4 separate regions of the Mus musculus genome follow, and regions 2, 3 and 4 are each linked to region 1. The links are chromatin contacts, called in public promoter capture Hi-C maps. All regions are on one chromosome and are shown on one strand. Each heading gives the region's core, a stretch centred on a gene start, on an enhancer-like site or on the middle of the called end of the contact. The rest is flanking DNA. Distances are from core to core; before and after follow the strand shown. Region 1 holds the start of Dnajc11 (DnaJ heat shock protein family (Hsp40) member C11). Region 2 overlaps Camta1 (calmodulin binding transcription activator 1). Region 3 overlaps Camta1 (calmodulin binding transcription activator 1). Region 4 overlaps Camta1 (calmodulin binding transcription activator 1).

Region 1 (3,648 bases), core at 775-3,274:
CTTGTCTGGTGAGGACTTCATCTAGTTATAAATGCAGAGAGTGCCGCACTCACTGGCAGAGGTAAAACATCCCTTTAAAAGAAGTGTTTCTTTGGCTCCTGTCCCAGTGCAATAGCAATGAAAGGCCCTGAAATCCCAGAGGGCTCACATGTCCTGAACACCTGGACCGGTAGAGGTTCAGTAGCTCTGGCAAATGGGTAAAGAATGGCGGCTCAATTGCTAACAACCCAGACTAGTCAGAACTCAGAGATTTAAAAGGAAAGAAAACAGCAAACCCATCTCAGAAAGGTCGGTTCCTTTTACCACTCTGCTTCTTCAAGAACCAGGAAATGTCTGGGCCTTGTGCCTCTGGCCTTTATTCCTAGCATTTGAGTGGCAGAGGCAGCCAGATCGCTGCGAGTTCAAGGCTAGCCTGGTCTACACAGTGAGTTCTTGCCAGCACTACACTGTGTCAGGCCCTGTGGCAGAAAAAAAACAAACAAAAACAAAACAACTCAGGGGAAAACCTACAGTTTCATTCAACTGCTAACCTGGAAGTCCAGGAAACGTTTCCTGGAGGAGTTTCTGTGGTAAGCAGTGGCTGATACAGGGCACAGTATAGAGACAAAGAGCTTTGCTGTATGTGGAATGGTAAACTGAGGCAGTAGAGTTCAAGAGCTGGGTTTCTGGAGTTAGACTGCCCAGGGACGAATTGCACCTGTTTGTTCCCTCGATTATAATTACTGGATTGAATATATATATACACATGTATATATGTATACATACATATATACACACATATGTATGTACACACACACACATATATATGTATACATACATATATACTCATTCATACTGGATTGTTATGAGAGCGCCTATCACAATTTAAAGAGACACTGAGTCAGTTCTTTCAGCAGGTGGCTGTGCAGAAAACACTCAGAAAGATATTGGTTATTAGCACACAGACCAACTTTTACTGGCAACTGGGTTAGCTTTGCTGAGGCTAGCACAATTCCCTTACTTTTGATCTTTACCAGAAACCCTAAAAGACAGGATTGGGACTTGTGTGGAAGGACTGACAACTTGGACCCAGCAGCCACAGACCTCTCGAATGCCTTTCGTGACCTGACCTTGGAAGCCTTTCCGGGAACCCTTCTCTGACGGAGCTCAAGTGCGGACTAGCCATAGAGAACAAGAACGTATGCGAGGTATACACGTGCCAGACAGTGCGGACCTCAAGGGTGACTTTTTATTCTCGAGGAGACCGCGTGAATCCACTGGCAAGCACTGGATGCTGAAGTGCGGTCAGAGCGCCGGTGCGTCTCTGGCCTAGCACTTCTTGCTCATCCACGGCCCCCGAGTCGAGGCTGGAGAGGTCTTGCTCTCTGATTTCTGGGCAAAGGCTCAAGGGATCGGAGGAGGACACGAACGCCAGCCTGGGAGGGTAGCCTCTGCTTCGGAAGCACCAGCGATTGAGGGTCCGACCGAACCCTGGAGAGGCTCCCTGTGGCCTTGACCTTGCTGTCCAGGGCTGCGATCGCCCAGCTCCTGGCTCAGGCTGATGACCCTACCCTCTAGCCTAGGGTAGGAGTATGTAGGGGAAGCGTGGGACCTGGTTCCCCACTGCAGCGGCTGCCCCGGGGTCCTCGTCCCCCTTCCGGCAAGTACGTGGGTCCGGGTCCGGGCCAGGCCTGGGCACGGTGCACGCCATGCACGGGTCGCGGAGCGCCAGGCAGACGCTGGACCCGCGCCGGGGCGCGAGGGTCGCGGCGGTGCGGGCAGCTCGACGGCTGGCAGGCGCACACGGCGGCGGGGTCACGCGGCCTCCGGGCCGGGCCGTGGCCTTGCCGGGGCGGCTGCGGGGCCAGAGCCGCCCGTCCGACCGTCCAGAACCACCGAGCCGGGCCTCAGCCTCGCCGACGCCACGCCGCGGGCCTCACCTCCCTGCGCACGTTCAGCAGTGAGTAATAGTCTTCATTGTCCAGCTCCTCCTCGCTCAAGGCCGTCGCCATCTTCGCAACCTTTCACCCCGCCAAACCGGCGAGGCCGTGGTTAAGAGGGTCCGGCGCTGCGTAGCGCTTCCCGCGCGCCTCCCGCCCACGTCACAGCGGCCCCTGGCGGCCCGGAGCCGCACAGCAGCCCTTGGGACGCGCCTGCGCACTGCGCCCCCGCGCGGCCGAGGCCGGAAGCTGGGAGGTGTATATGTATACCAGCCTCTCGTGTGTGTGTGTGTGTGTGTGTGTGTGTGTGTGTGTGTGTGTGTGTGTGTGCAGTCTGTGTGTGTGTGTGTGTGTGTGTGTGTGTGAAACCTGTGTATGTGTGTACCAGCATGTGTGGGTGTGTACACAAGCATGTGTGTGTGTACGAGTGTGTGGTGTTTGTGTATGAGTGGATGCATGGGATGTGTGTATGAGGGTGTAAGGTGTACGTGAGAGTGTTGTGTGTAAGTGTGTGTGTGTGTGTGTGTGTGTGTGTAAGCGTGTGTGGGGTTTGTGAGAGTGTGATGAGGGTATGAGTGGGGTGGGGTGTATGAGTGGGGGTGTCCCGTGTGTTTAAGTGGGGGTGTGGTGTGTGTGTATGAGAGTGTGGGATGTGTGAGAGTGTGGGATATGTGTGTGTGTGTGTGTGTGTGTATGAGCACGTATGGGGTTTGTGAGAGTGTGGTGGGGGTGTGAGTGGGGTTGTGGTGTATGTGTGGGGTTGTGGATGTGTGTTTATAAATGTGTGTTCAAGTGTGGGTCAGTGTATGTGTGTGAGTGGGGGTGTGGGTGTGAGTGGACATATTGTGTGTGTGTTTACGGCTGTGAAAGTGATGGGGTTATGTGGTGTGTGTGTATCTGTATGGGCAGGGTTAGTATTCAACAGGGCCGCACCACACTCATAAGACCCTTATGGCCCAGGTTCTGGGTGGCGGCGAACCCGGGATGGCTGAGCTCCTTCCCCTGTTTTGGAGTCTGTTGTAAAGCCACCCTGAGCCCAGGCACGCATCTCTCCCGGGGCCCACCCACAAGGGAAGCCGCTGGTGGACCCACTTGCTGACTTATGTGTGCTCAGGAAACCTTCAAAGTGGTTACCTACACCCTTTGTGGTCCACAGAGGCTGCCTTATCTTCTGTTTCTGTCATGTTTTGTCTTTTCTTAACCATTGCCCTGAATGTAGGAGCACCTGGCCTTTTTTTTTTTTTTTTTTTTCCCTGCCGCATAAATGAGGAGGCAATATCCATTTGGTTCTTAATTGCGTCTGGCGTGCATATATACCTGTGGTTCCTACCTCAGAGCCATTCTGCTGGAAATTTCTCCTGTATAATTTAGCAGTGGAGTCTAATTGATTTCAACCTGGTGCCTGCTGTTTGGTGCCTTATTAAAAACGTCTTGGTTACAATAATCTAAATATTTTAAGTGTCTTTGAAATTATGTTATCAAGTGGTGGGCAGCAGCGTAGGCCCCTCCACCTGTTGGTTCACATGACCTGAGTCTTTTCTCAGGGGTCCTTGTTGTTCCTCCACACAGCCATCCGCTTGCCCGTCATAAGCTGGTATCCTGGGAGACCCCGACACCTGTCTGCAGATAGGAGAGGTTGATTTCTTTCTCATCCTAATTCTTGGCCAGATGTGCGCCATCTGGGCCTGTGTCACGTCCCTTCCAAGGTGCTCACTCCTCTTAGGATCTT
Region 2 (3,648 bases), core at 857-3,356, 850 kb after region 1:
GGCCCCACAAAGAACACCAACAGACTAGTGTTTCTGCTGCTAGCAACATCAAAAGAGACATCCATTTTTTTGGTCTCCTGTTAAGTTCCTCCATCTGTCTGCCTGGCTTTCAGATGTGGGCCTGTGCCCTGGGGCACTTGGAAGCGGCTGTGGTGCTCTACAAGTGGGACCGCCGGGCCATCTCCATCCCCGACTCTCTGGGACGGCTGCCTTTGGGAATTGCCAGGTCGAGGGGCCACGTGAAGTTAGCAGAGTGTCTGGAACACCTGCAGAGAGATGAGCAGGCCCAGTTGGGACAGGCCTCCCGGATCCACTGTGCCCCAAGCGAAGAGCCAACCACAGACAGCTGGATGGCCCAGTGGCAGAGGGAGGCCATGAGCCCTCCAGAAATACCCAAAGGAGTCACTGTCATTGCGAGCACCAATCCAGGTACAGATTCACAAGGGTTTCATCTCGGAACTTGCCGGCTCCCCATTGGCTGTCTGCAGCTTCCCTTAGAAGAGTCTGTAGGAAACATTTAAGGGTTTGGTGGGAGGGGGCTACTTATTGCTTCTGATTTTCCTTTAAAAGTAGTGCTCCTCCCAATATGGAAAGTCTGTTTGTACAGGAAACGAATCCTTTTGGCGGAGGATTGTCTGAGCAGTCTAGGCTGCTAGGGAGTATTTATACCTCAGGAACATGCCTTGCGCTCCAGCTTCGCCCTCCTTATCTCCCAGGCATAAAGTGTTAATTCTTTAGGGATTCCTACTTTCATCACCTGACCTGACTGTCCTTTCTACTGTACTTTTCAGAGCTGAGAAGACCTCGGTCTGAACCCTCTAATTACTACAGCACTGAGGGCCACAAAGATTATCCGGCTCCCAAAAAGCATAAATTGAACCCCGAGTCCTTCCAGGCAAGGCAGGAGAAGCTGCTCTGCACTGCACTGAGTCTGGAGCAGCCAAATATCAGGAAGCAGAGCCCTAGGTCTAAGCAGCCTTCCCCCGAGACAATCAGCCCCAGTGAAGGAGTGAGGGAGTACAGCCGGGAAGCCGCCCCTCCCACTCCAGAGACTGCAGCATCCCAAGCGTCTGCATCTCAGCCTGTAGTAAAGTGGAGTGCCAAAGATCTTTACATTGGTGTGTCTACAGTACAGGTGACTGGAAATCCGAAGGGGACCAGTGTAGTAAAGGACGCGGCGCCTTCACAGGTGCGCCCGAGGGAACCAATGAGCGTCCTGATGTTGGCTAACAGAGAGGTGGTGAATACAGAGATGGGGGCCTACCGGGATAGGACAGAGCACGAGGATTGCCCCCAGCCCATGGATGATATTCAGGTAAGGCTGCTCAGGTAAGCCTGCAGAAGCAGCCCCGAACATCACGGCTCAGTTCTGAAAGTCGTGTAGTCTTTACACCCCCCCCCCCCCCACACACACACACCTGCCCGTCCCCATCCCAGGAAGAGTCACAGTCTGGTCTTGCTCAGGTGGACGTGGAGTTATCTGCTTTCCTGGAACCACATTTTCCTTCTGTGAATTAGGCACCGTGAGTAGGGCCTGACCACAGGCCCTTAACAAAGCCCTCCCTCCAGTACCAGCCTCTTGAGAACTAAACTTATGACACTAATAATTAGTGCCCTGCTTCCTCGCATCCGGGATGGCAGCTTTGCTCTTTGAGGTACTGGTTATAATAGAGTCAAGGCCCTAAAAATAGCCAGCAAGGAAGCCTGCAGACAGGATTTGGATTATCTGAGTGACTTTGACTAGCACGGCCGTCATCTAGCCATTGTGAAGGGCATCTGTGGCTTGAGGCTCACATGGCATGTAGTGAAATACCTCCAGGGCTAATAACTGACTGCCCTTGTAATGAACGTAGGAAGCAGAGTCCTCTGAGGGCACTAAAGTTGTCATAGACTAAACAAAGCACCAGGCTACTAGACAAAAATCCATCAACTCAGATATGCAGAAGCAGTCAGAAGGGGCAACCAGACAGCATGGTTTTCTATGCTCTACTCCTCAGCCTCTGTTTCCAGGTTCTTGTTGAAGCATCGCAAAACAAAAGGAAAGATATAGAGCACCTCCCACCCGCCTAACAGGGTGATGCTGGGGTGGGAAGGCCACACTCCTGCCAGCTCATCCTGGAGAGGTGTATCTGCTGAGTCATGCTTGAGCATTGCACCCTGGGGGAACTCTTTGGTTTTCTGTGACAAACAAAAAGCCTGCGTGTGTATTAGCAGTATAGCCTCTGCTCCTGGTGGACAGCAGACCCCACCACTGATTTACCATCAACCATATAGCCAGGATGATGCCTGCCTGGTTAAATCAAATGATACTGTTTGGGCTTTGCACGTGTTGGGCAAACACTCTCCACTGGGCACAATCCTCAGCCCCTTTTCAATTTTATCTAGAGACGTGATCTCATTAAGTTCCCTGGCTGGTGTCAAACCTCCAACTTCAGCCTCTCAAGTAGCTAGAGTTAGAGATGCGTCCCATCACACCCAGCCTAAGTCCAATAATGTTGTAGACAAAAGGCTGGTAAGGTTTTTTTTGTTTTGTTTTCTGTAAAGAGCCAGGTGGTGACTATTCTCCAGCTTTGTGGCTCATACAGAAACTGTTATAGCCTTGGATCTGCCTTAAGAGCACGAAAGGAACTGTAGACAAAGTTAAAGGGATGAGCAGAGCTGCGACGTGGTAAAACTCGCATCACACAAACTGGCAGCTGGCTCTGCTCGGCCTGCTACAGTCTGCCTAGTCCTCGGTGTGGACCATTCCTGCTGGCACCAGTGGTGGCTACTTTCCTGCTTGGCATGACGAAACCAGCTAAGCGGGGCAGGGGACATTTCTGGTTCAGTTTGAGGGTACAACGCTGGCATTGTGCTGGGGGAGGCAGGGCAGCAGGAGCGTGAGGCGCCTGCTCTGTGCCAAGCAGTCGGCAAGGAGCTGGTTGCTGGTGCTCTTGGCTTTCTGCTTATTCAGCCCGTGCCCCCAGCCCTTGGGGTGACAATGTCTGCTCAGGGTAGATCTTCTCTTCTTAGTTAAACCTTATGGAAACACTGTCATAGATAGTTGTTCATTGAGGAAATTTTATCTTAGACATTTAAAATAGGAGGGTTTTTTTTGGGTGGGGTCAGATTTTTAGATTGTAAAATCTACTTTAGTCAACTATAGATAGTTGTCCGACTGTCAGAAAAGTCTTAGGTCAGCTCTGCTTCCTGCATCAACTCTCGGTGTCCCCACCGCACCATCCACCCAGATCTGATTCCATTCCCAGAACTTTGCCTTTCTGAAAGCTTCATCTAACTGAGATGTAGTCTTCTATGTGTTAAGTGTTGTAGTGACTAGAATACCTGGTATAGGACGGGTTAAAGAGTTTATGGCCTTGGAAGGGCATGGCAGGGCCCACTGAGTGTGCTCAGGAACCAGAACTGGAGCTCTGCCTTCAAAGGCCCCTGCCTACCAGTGTGTGTCTTACACTCCTCTGATGCTGTGATAGATCACTCTGACAAAGTCAGCCTGAGGGAGAAAGGTCTATTTAGCACATAGAGCATAGTTCAAGACACCGTCTGTAGTGGCTGGGAGGTCAAGGCAGCTTGGAGCAGCTGCTCACCATACAGCCAAAGGCAAGAGACACAGGCCAGTGACTGCTTCTCTGTGCTCAGCTTGCTTGCTTG
Region 3 (3,648 bases), core at 696-3,195, 750 kb after region 1:
GGGACACTTTCACTGAAGACCCATCAGGGCTTCAAGGCAGGGCAGGAGCTCTACTCTTGATGGCTGAGGTCTTTCTGCTGCTCACCCTACACCTCTTTGAAGGGTTAAGTCCTCATCCAGTGAAGTAGCTCAATGGGTTAAGGTCCTTGCTGTACAAACCTGACAACTTAAGTTTGATTTCCTGGATCTCACAAGAAGATGGAAGGCAAGAGCAACTCTGCAATGTTTTCCTCTGACCTACACATACACACACACACACATGCATGCATACACACACATGCACACACACATGCATACATACATGTACGCGCACATGTATGCACACATGCACACACATATACACACACTTGCACGCACACACATACACATGCACACATACACACATGCATACACACAGGCACATATGCACACACATGCACACAGAGACACACATGTGCATACATATGTGCAATGCATGCACACACATACACACATACACATTCATACATACACACATGCATGCATGCACACACATACACACATACATACATACACGCACATACATACACACACATGCATGGATGTTCACACATGCATACATACATGCACAATGCGAACACACACACTGAAATGAAGAGTTAAATTCTCCCCTAATTCACTCACTGTTCATTTATTCACTCATCTGCCACCTATCCTTACCACAGCCCACTTGCTTGAGTAGTGGCACTGTTGTGTGAATGCCTGGGCCACTGACAGAATACATTGAGGCAGAGATTTCATCCCACAGATAATGGAAGCAAAGAGGAAGTCTTGGGACCCAGGATGTTAGTTAGATTCACAGAGTTCTGGTCCCCAAGCCAGGATCAGAAGACAGGAGACCAAGAATTTGGCCCTTAGAGATGCAAGCTCCGTCCCCACCCAAATCCTCCCTCTCAGTGAAGTTGGGCATTGTTGTTGGAGACAAATAGGAAGCACATCTCAGGATGACAAACAGCTGGCTCCTTGACCATACTGCAACATGCAGCAGCCTAACCACAACAGGGGCTGCCCACATCCCAGAGTTGCAAAGGTCACCTGAACCAATGCAGATCAAGGGACAGGCACTTCTAGGACAAACAGTGCTCACTAAAAAAGAAAAAGAAAAAGAAAAAAATTACTGCCCATTAGTAGTCAGTCTCTCCTTTATGCTGTGAACATTAGGTCTCCTAAAAAAAGAAGAGACCCTGGCGAGACATCCTCAACGCTGCTTGGTTTGGAGAATGTCTGTCTGACAGGAGGAGAGGGGAAAAGTCACTTTGCAGATGTGGGGGAGGTTCAGAGGAGGTTGCATGCCAAGAGATATGTTGATGTTGTCAAGTCCTGGCCTTGGCCAACCCGGACCATTTTTGACACCACAGACTGACCAGCCAGTCACTGACAGCCCAGCCTCAGTTTCTTTCTTCACTGTCGTCTTCCAAGACCTGCCACCATATCTGGCACCCCCTATACTATCTGTGGGGTGCTCTGTACCAGATTGCTAGGGAAATCTAACAAGATAATGAACGTGAGAGGGCTTTGAAAATGTGTAGTGTTTTGTAAATGTAAGAGATTATTATTCCCATTCACCATCCCTTTTAAAAGGATATTTTCCCTCCATTCAGCCAAATTTAACTTGGATGATGAAGAACCAAGCCTGGGCTTCCCAGCTATAATTTTCTTGCTTCCTTGTGCCTCTGAATATTAAAACACAAAGGCTCACATTGCTGAGAGGAACCAAAACAGCAGCCTATTAGAGGCGTGATGGCACCGACAGAATTCAAAGTGATATTTCAAGCGGGGCGTTCTGTTTATATAAACCTTGAGAGTACTCGATGAATGTCAGCAGAACTTTGAAATTAAAATCGCTCCTTTTTCCATACACTGCTCGCTCTATTACTGAGCCTGTGTCTTGGGTAGCCGTGGAGGTTAGAAACCACTTGGGGTTTACTTCATAACGCTGGTAATGCTAAGAGTGGAGGAAGGAGGGAGCAGCATCTCAAATTGCTCTGCACAGGGCAGCCTGGGCCTGCAAGGCTAAAGTCTGTCAAAACGCAGCCTCCGGGAGCTCTGTCCAGAGTGCTGAAAAGAAGGCGTTGCCCCAGGGAATGAGTGACTGGAGGAGGGATGCTCTTGATGGGGAAGGAGGGGTACCCCGAGAGGCTGCTGGATGAGCGGGTGTGGGTAGGGCCCTAGCAGACAGAAGGAGAGAGGTGAAGGAAGCTGAAGACAAGACTGCCTGAATGACAGTGACTTTGGAAATGAGAGGTACACTTGGAAGCTGGAGGGACTGGAGGATACAGTAATAAAATAAAGATACACTCAGTGACAGCAGAAAGATAAATGGAGCAAGTTATACACAGGGCTCATTTTTGTGCAAATATTTGGGGCTCTATAAAATGAGGCTGTTTATTATAAATCTGTCTTTGGAATAAGTCTTGCCACTATGCAGATGTCACCTGGAGTGACACTCCCCAAATGTGGAGGGTTGAGCTCTGGGGACTAGATGTGATATGCACTGATCGTTCTGTGATAGCCCTTCCTGTGGGAGCTGCTGGGAGCCAAGATTCTCACCCTGGGCTGTTTTGGCAACTTTGACCTTGATCTCCAAGGCTGCTGAGGATCTGTTTTCCTGGCATCAAAGCAACTGATATTCACATAGTTACAGCCAAAAGTCTTTCTGTAGTCCTTCATACCCAATAGCCTCTTCTACCAGTTCCCCTCCAATGCCAACTGGGCAAGACTGGATGGCTGTCCTGTGCTCTGTCCAGAGTGCTGAAAGTGCAGTACCCACGCAAGGGAGTGAGTGCAGGAGGGTTGCACAGGGCTTTCTCCTGGGGCTAAAGTCTCTTGCTCCCTAGAATGTTGAAGGAGGGAGGTGACAGTCTCTAAGATGGATGTGTATGGATGTGTGAGCTGGTGTAGGTGGGCATCTAGCAGGCCAAGGGGGAAGGGTGTGTCAGCAAAGAATCAGGCAATACATACGGAAAGCTCCAGGAGCCTATTGACCTGTTCCCATGTAGACTGAGTGCCTACATAGCTCTGCCTGAATTGGTCTCAGGCATCCTTTCTGTGCCCTGTGGAATGATGGGACACCATTAAGAGCTATGATGAGTACCCAAAAGAGTCCTCTACCCTCTGCTTCTTATTCCAGTTCTGTAGCTAACCCTTGACCACAGTTCCAGTGTCTGCTTTCAGACAACCATGTCCAACTGTGACTCAAAAAGCATTAAGTAGGAGCCTCCAGAAACAGGAAGCGCATACATTCTAAGTTGCACACTGTCCTGAATATCATGATGAAAGTTCACGGCATCCCACCCAGCACATGATTCCTCTCTCCCTGTATCCCATCCACACGTCTATGAGTCGTGCCCGTCAGTCACTCAGTTAACGGTCTTGTGTATCAGATCAGCTGTCCTGGGATCACAGTGCTTACATTCAGACCAGGCTTATTTGTCTCAGCAACAGCTCTAGCGTGCAGAAATTTGTTGTTGCCGAGAAAGCATTGGAACACAAAACTTCGAAGGACAGAGTAACTTTGGTGCTATGTGACAATGCCGTGGGGCACACAGGAGATGCAGTATATATAAAGAACCCAGAGGGCTAGCCACCATCCCAGGTACTAACTGCAGATAATACAAGGCTGCTTCAGAT
Region 4 (3,648 bases), core at 656-3,155, 580 kb after region 1:
TCTACAAGGTTGGCCAAAGCCCCTTCCAACATGTCTTCCTCTTTAACCACCACCAGGACCCATCCTTGCTACCAATTCTTCAGGAGCAATTGTTCTCATCAGCACCAATGAGGCCCTGTGGCTGTCCCTTAGGAGGCACACGGTCCCAGTGAGGATGACTGTATTGGAGTGTGTGTGTGTGTGTGTGTGCTGTCAAGTTGTGTTAAACTAGCATTCGATTTTCTCCCTAAAGACAAATACAATATCCAGAGGTTCATACCTGAATCTACCGTGCAACAGAGGGTTTATCGCAGGCTTTTCTCCGCAGCACGGGGATGGCTGACAGGCAGACATTCCAGAACCTCCATCTCTTACTGAGCCCTACACACAGTCCCTGCTCCTCACCAGTGCTGATGATCCTAACAGCCTCTGCTTCTTGGCCTTTCACACAAGCTGCTGCCTTTGTGCCTGCTTTGCACATAAGACCTGATTCAATACCCACAGCAGCCTGTGTTGTCAGTGGGTTCTTATTACTTCTACTGCATAGGCAGGGGGCCCAGAGGGATGAGACTTATAGCCGTGGAACCCAAGACTGAACCCCAAAGGAGTCTCTAGGAGCTGCACCAGGCATATCAGGAGCCACCCCCTGTTGAATCTATCCTGGGTTAGCTTGGTGGGGCTTGTGTCCTGCCTTGGGTGTCACAGGTGGAGGCCTCACAAGCTGAGCTATCTCCTTCTATCCACACAGAACCAGCAGGACTCTCAGAGCCTATAGAATGGCCACTCCTATGCCCAGGGCTTCTTGCTTTGGCATTGTCAATACTTATGGGACAAGGAGGGTCTTTCTTGGAGGGACTGTCTTGTGCTGTTCAGGATGTCCCCACTTATCCCAGTCCCCTCTAGCCTTTAGCCTCTAGTCTTGTCTTTAATCCTTTGCCAAAAAATCCCCTGTGTATGTGGTAGCAGGAGGAGACTGGGGGACGGGGGGATGTCGTTTGCTGGGGTTGAGAAGCGCAGCTGAAGCCTGGGTGGGGAGCAGTGCTAAGGTTTAACCATTAAAGGGTCTTACTCTTGGTGGGTTTTAGCTGTCCTGGTTCCCAGAATACCGAACTGCTGAGACTGAATGAGGTACAGAGTAGGCACAGACTCTGAACGTAGGCAGGAGGAATGGTTCATTCTCTACCTCTACCTGCTCCTGTCCCCTCTACCTGAAGATCTGGGGGAACTGGGGATCAGAGGAGCTGGGGAATTGGCCCTCTGGAGATGCCACTCCTAAAGCTGACCAGAGACCTAGAGGGCACAGGAGCTGGGAAATGCCAAACAGCGATCTCTGGTCTCCAGACAACTTTTCTTTTCTTGCCTTGTGGGGAATGTATAAATTATTTGGAGGGCGTTATTAGTCTTTGTGCTTCTGAAAGGGGTTCTGCATCTTTAATAGAGCCTGGTTTGGAAACATAACTCACAGAGTTGTACAAATACCCCATCAATAGTGCGGTGGCTCATTTCATTGTTCTCGGCGCATGGAATCTTCGTTATTTGCACTGTTGATAAAAGGCGGCGTGCTCAGAAGATCTGCACCACTCCATTTAGCTGGGAACAATGATTTATTCCTCCCTCACCACTGGGCATCCTCAATTTCCTTGGGTAATAAAGAATGCTCCCACGGATGGGCTGAGCGGGGCCGACTGGCTGCTCTGAGCTTGGCAAAGTCCATAAGAGCAAGAGGGGTTCTGACCGATGGCCCCTCGAAGGGAGAAGCCTCTCAAAGCTGCCTCCAGCCCCACTGGCAAACCGCAGCCTCCGGTGCGAGCCCAGAATTAGCACATGTCATTGATAAATTGCCCAGGAAACGGCTGGATCCCCGATGGAAAACAGCCCATCTCAGCACAGACAGCAAGCAAATGCTTGCTCCAAGCCTCTTTCCTCTGCAGACAACATTCTAACAGAGCCTTATTCAGCTTCCAGTTGAGGGCTGGGCAAAGCCTGTGCCCGTGTGCATACTCTGGAGCCTTGTTTGCTCCGTATCTGAGAATTCACCGACTGCTGAGAGGGGAAATAGGAGTAATGGTTCCGATTGGAAATGCAGAAAGTTCTTATGGAACACAAAAGGGGGATTGTTGCAGTCTTAGGTGGAACAGGCTCAGCAGAGGGAACAGGAGCAGAGGGGAGGGTGCGGTGGACAAGGATGGAGAAGGTCTGAAGAGCTGCTTTCCCCCAAGCACAGAAGCAATTTGCTGCGTTACAGACTTCCTGAGCAGAAGGGAAGATGGGGTGGGAATGTCAGATGCCTAGGAATGGAGTCCTGGCTCCAGAGAGTCCCTCCAGCTGTAGAAATGGCTGCTGTGTTACCTTCAGAAGGTGTCGTTATCAGGGAAGGGAATAGGGAGGCTGAACAGTGGGTCTGGGCTCCCAGATGCTGGGGGTGGGGTGCTCAGAAGCCCTTTGGGCTTCTTATTAACTTTAGAGTTACTGTCAGACCAGCAGACAGACACCAGCCTAGCCACGGACCTGAGCTGGACCTGAAGACAGATCCCCAGGTCCTCTGTCTGTGCTCCTGTGTAGTCAAAGCTAGATGACCCCTCGGTAGAGCCATCTGCTTCTAGAAGGTTCTGTAGTCAGAGGACACAGGTTGGAACCTGACCCACTTCTTGGGGGTAGGGGGATTGAGTTTTGGTGACCTGTGAAAAGGGGGTCATTGAACCACCTCTAGGAGAAGATAAAACGCACTCCTCTCAGTTCCCTAACTAGAAGAAAACCTTCTCTCATCTACCACAAGCCCCTCCATCCCACCACTGGCCACATTCAGTGACTATGGGGCCCCATGGATCACCTCACCATACAAAAGCAAAGTCCCACTTCAAAGAGAAATGGTTTCCATGGTAACCAGCCTCATGCACTTCCTGGTTGCCATTGTGGATCTGAGGTAGACACACGTAAGGACATTGGTCTAGGCAATTACAATGCCAAGGGACCCCCACCTGGCAGAGATAGGCAAGCTTGCTGGGGTGTTAATCTGAGTTCCTGCCCTGAGCAGCTGGAGGTTTGGCCTCATCCCATCTTGTTGGTCTGCTTCCTTTGATTAAAGGATACACGACCCCATGTCACCCAGGCTAGAGGACAGCCATAGATTCTGAGGCCTGAATTCCAGGCAAGAGATGTAAGTCTGGAGTGGGTCTGTGACCTTCAAGATCTGACTTTTCCAATCATCCTGGCCTTTGAACGACCTCTAAAAGCCTCTGGAGCCTGCTCCCTAAGCCAGGTGCTCTCTGACAACAAACATGGTGGGGGTGGAGGATGTGGTAGGGTTGGAGGGGCAGGATTTAGAGGATTGCAGGCAGAGCTGTGGCTCCAGGCCTGTGTGAGATCTTCCTTGGTGAAGGGGGCACAGCACCAGGTAGGGTCTCCACCTGCTTGCTCCACCTGTCTGGACTAGAAATGAGCACTGAGTCCCCAGACTTTAGAGTGCTAGTGGAGAGACTGGATAAATACCCCAAGGTCACCAGCAAAGGGTTCCCTTGGGCCTTGTTTATCTATGCCGTCGTCTCACTGCAGAAATGCTTCTAGTCATACACAAACGGAGAACAAGAATGGCACTCTTATTAATTTATTTGATTGTGGGTTTATTCATCTCTGCTTCCTCCACCAAGCAGATGGGCATGGGTGTAAATG

Evidence for each region. Promoter capture Hi-C pulls out the DNA fragments that hold promoters and counts their contacts.
Region 2: a contact with region 1 is called in a promoter capture Hi-C map of embryonic stem cells, with 5 times the contacts expected there. The contact joins the enhancer-like site here to the promoter of Dnajc11 in region 1. A contact is called at or near these places in 14 of 39 promoter capture datasets (the 3T3-L1 cell line, 3T3-L1-derived adipocytes, the C10 cell line and 9 more), 3 of 484 Hi-C or Micro-C datasets (the G1E-ER4 cell line and cerebellum) and 1 of 115 datasets of contacts at active chromatin or transcription factors (embryonic forebrain).
Region 3: a contact with region 1 is called in a promoter capture Hi-C map of second pharyngeal arch cranial neural crest, with 4 times the contacts expected there. The contact joins the enhancer-like site here to the promoter of Dnajc11 in region 1. A contact is called at or near these places in 7 of 39 promoter capture datasets (the 3T3-L1 cell line, cranial neural crest, embryonic stem cells and 4 more), 5 of 115 datasets of contacts at active chromatin or transcription factors (embryonic basal ganglia, embryonic forebrain, embryonic hindbrain and 2 more) and 1 of 9 other capture datasets (embryonic stem cells).
Region 4: a promoter capture Hi-C map of hippocampal neurons shows a contact between it and region 1, with 2.8 times the contacts expected there. The contact joins the enhancer-like site here to the promoter of Dnajc11 in region 1. A contact is called at or near these places in 4 of 39 promoter capture datasets (3T3-L1-derived adipocytes, cranial neural crest, embryonic stem cells and 1 more) and 1 of 115 datasets of contacts at active chromatin or transcription factors (embryonic forebrain).

What each region holds. Positions count from the first base shown.
Region 1 is chr4:151,932,096-151,935,743 of GRCm38.p6, reverse strand. It overlaps Dnajc11 (DnaJ heat shock protein family (Hsp40) member C11), which reads right to left and starts at 2,024. Exons shown (of 16, transcript NM_172704.3): 1 at 1,920-2,024. The coding sequence starts at 1,991.
Region 2 is chr4:151,081,344-151,084,991 of GRCm38.p6, reverse strand. It overlaps Camta1 (calmodulin binding transcription activator 1), which reads left to right. Exons shown (of 24, transcript NM_001081557.3): 15 at 114-429; 16 at 792-1,315. Among named protein-coding and RNA genes, the nearest start is that of Gm13090, 6.4 kb to the left of the region's middle. Within about 2 kb of position 2,106, at least 27 of the 459 cell types and tissues checked have an H3K27ac peak or open chromatin away from gene starts, as enhancers often do. A contact at or near this core is called in the HPC-7 cell line and embryonic stem cells, where this site is marked.
Region 3 is chr4:151,185,063-151,188,710 of GRCm38.p6, reverse strand. The region is part of intron 6 of Camta1 (calmodulin binding transcription activator 1); the gene reads left to right. Among named protein-coding and RNA genes, the nearest start is that of Gm52711, 28 kb to the right of the region's middle. Within about 2 kb of position 1,945, at least 32 of the 459 cell types and tissues checked have an H3K27ac peak or open chromatin away from gene starts, as enhancers often do. A contact at or near this core is called in second pharyngeal arch cranial neural crest, where this site is marked.
Region 4 is chr4:151,353,903-151,357,550 of GRCm38.p6, reverse strand. The region is part of intron 5 of Camta1 (calmodulin binding transcription activator 1); the gene reads left to right. Among named protein-coding and RNA genes, the nearest start is that of Gm30344, 100 kb to the left of the region's middle. Within about 2 kb of position 1,905, at least 17 of the 459 cell types and tissues checked have an H3K27ac peak or open chromatin away from gene starts, as enhancers often do. A contact at or near this core is called in hippocampal neurons, where this site is marked.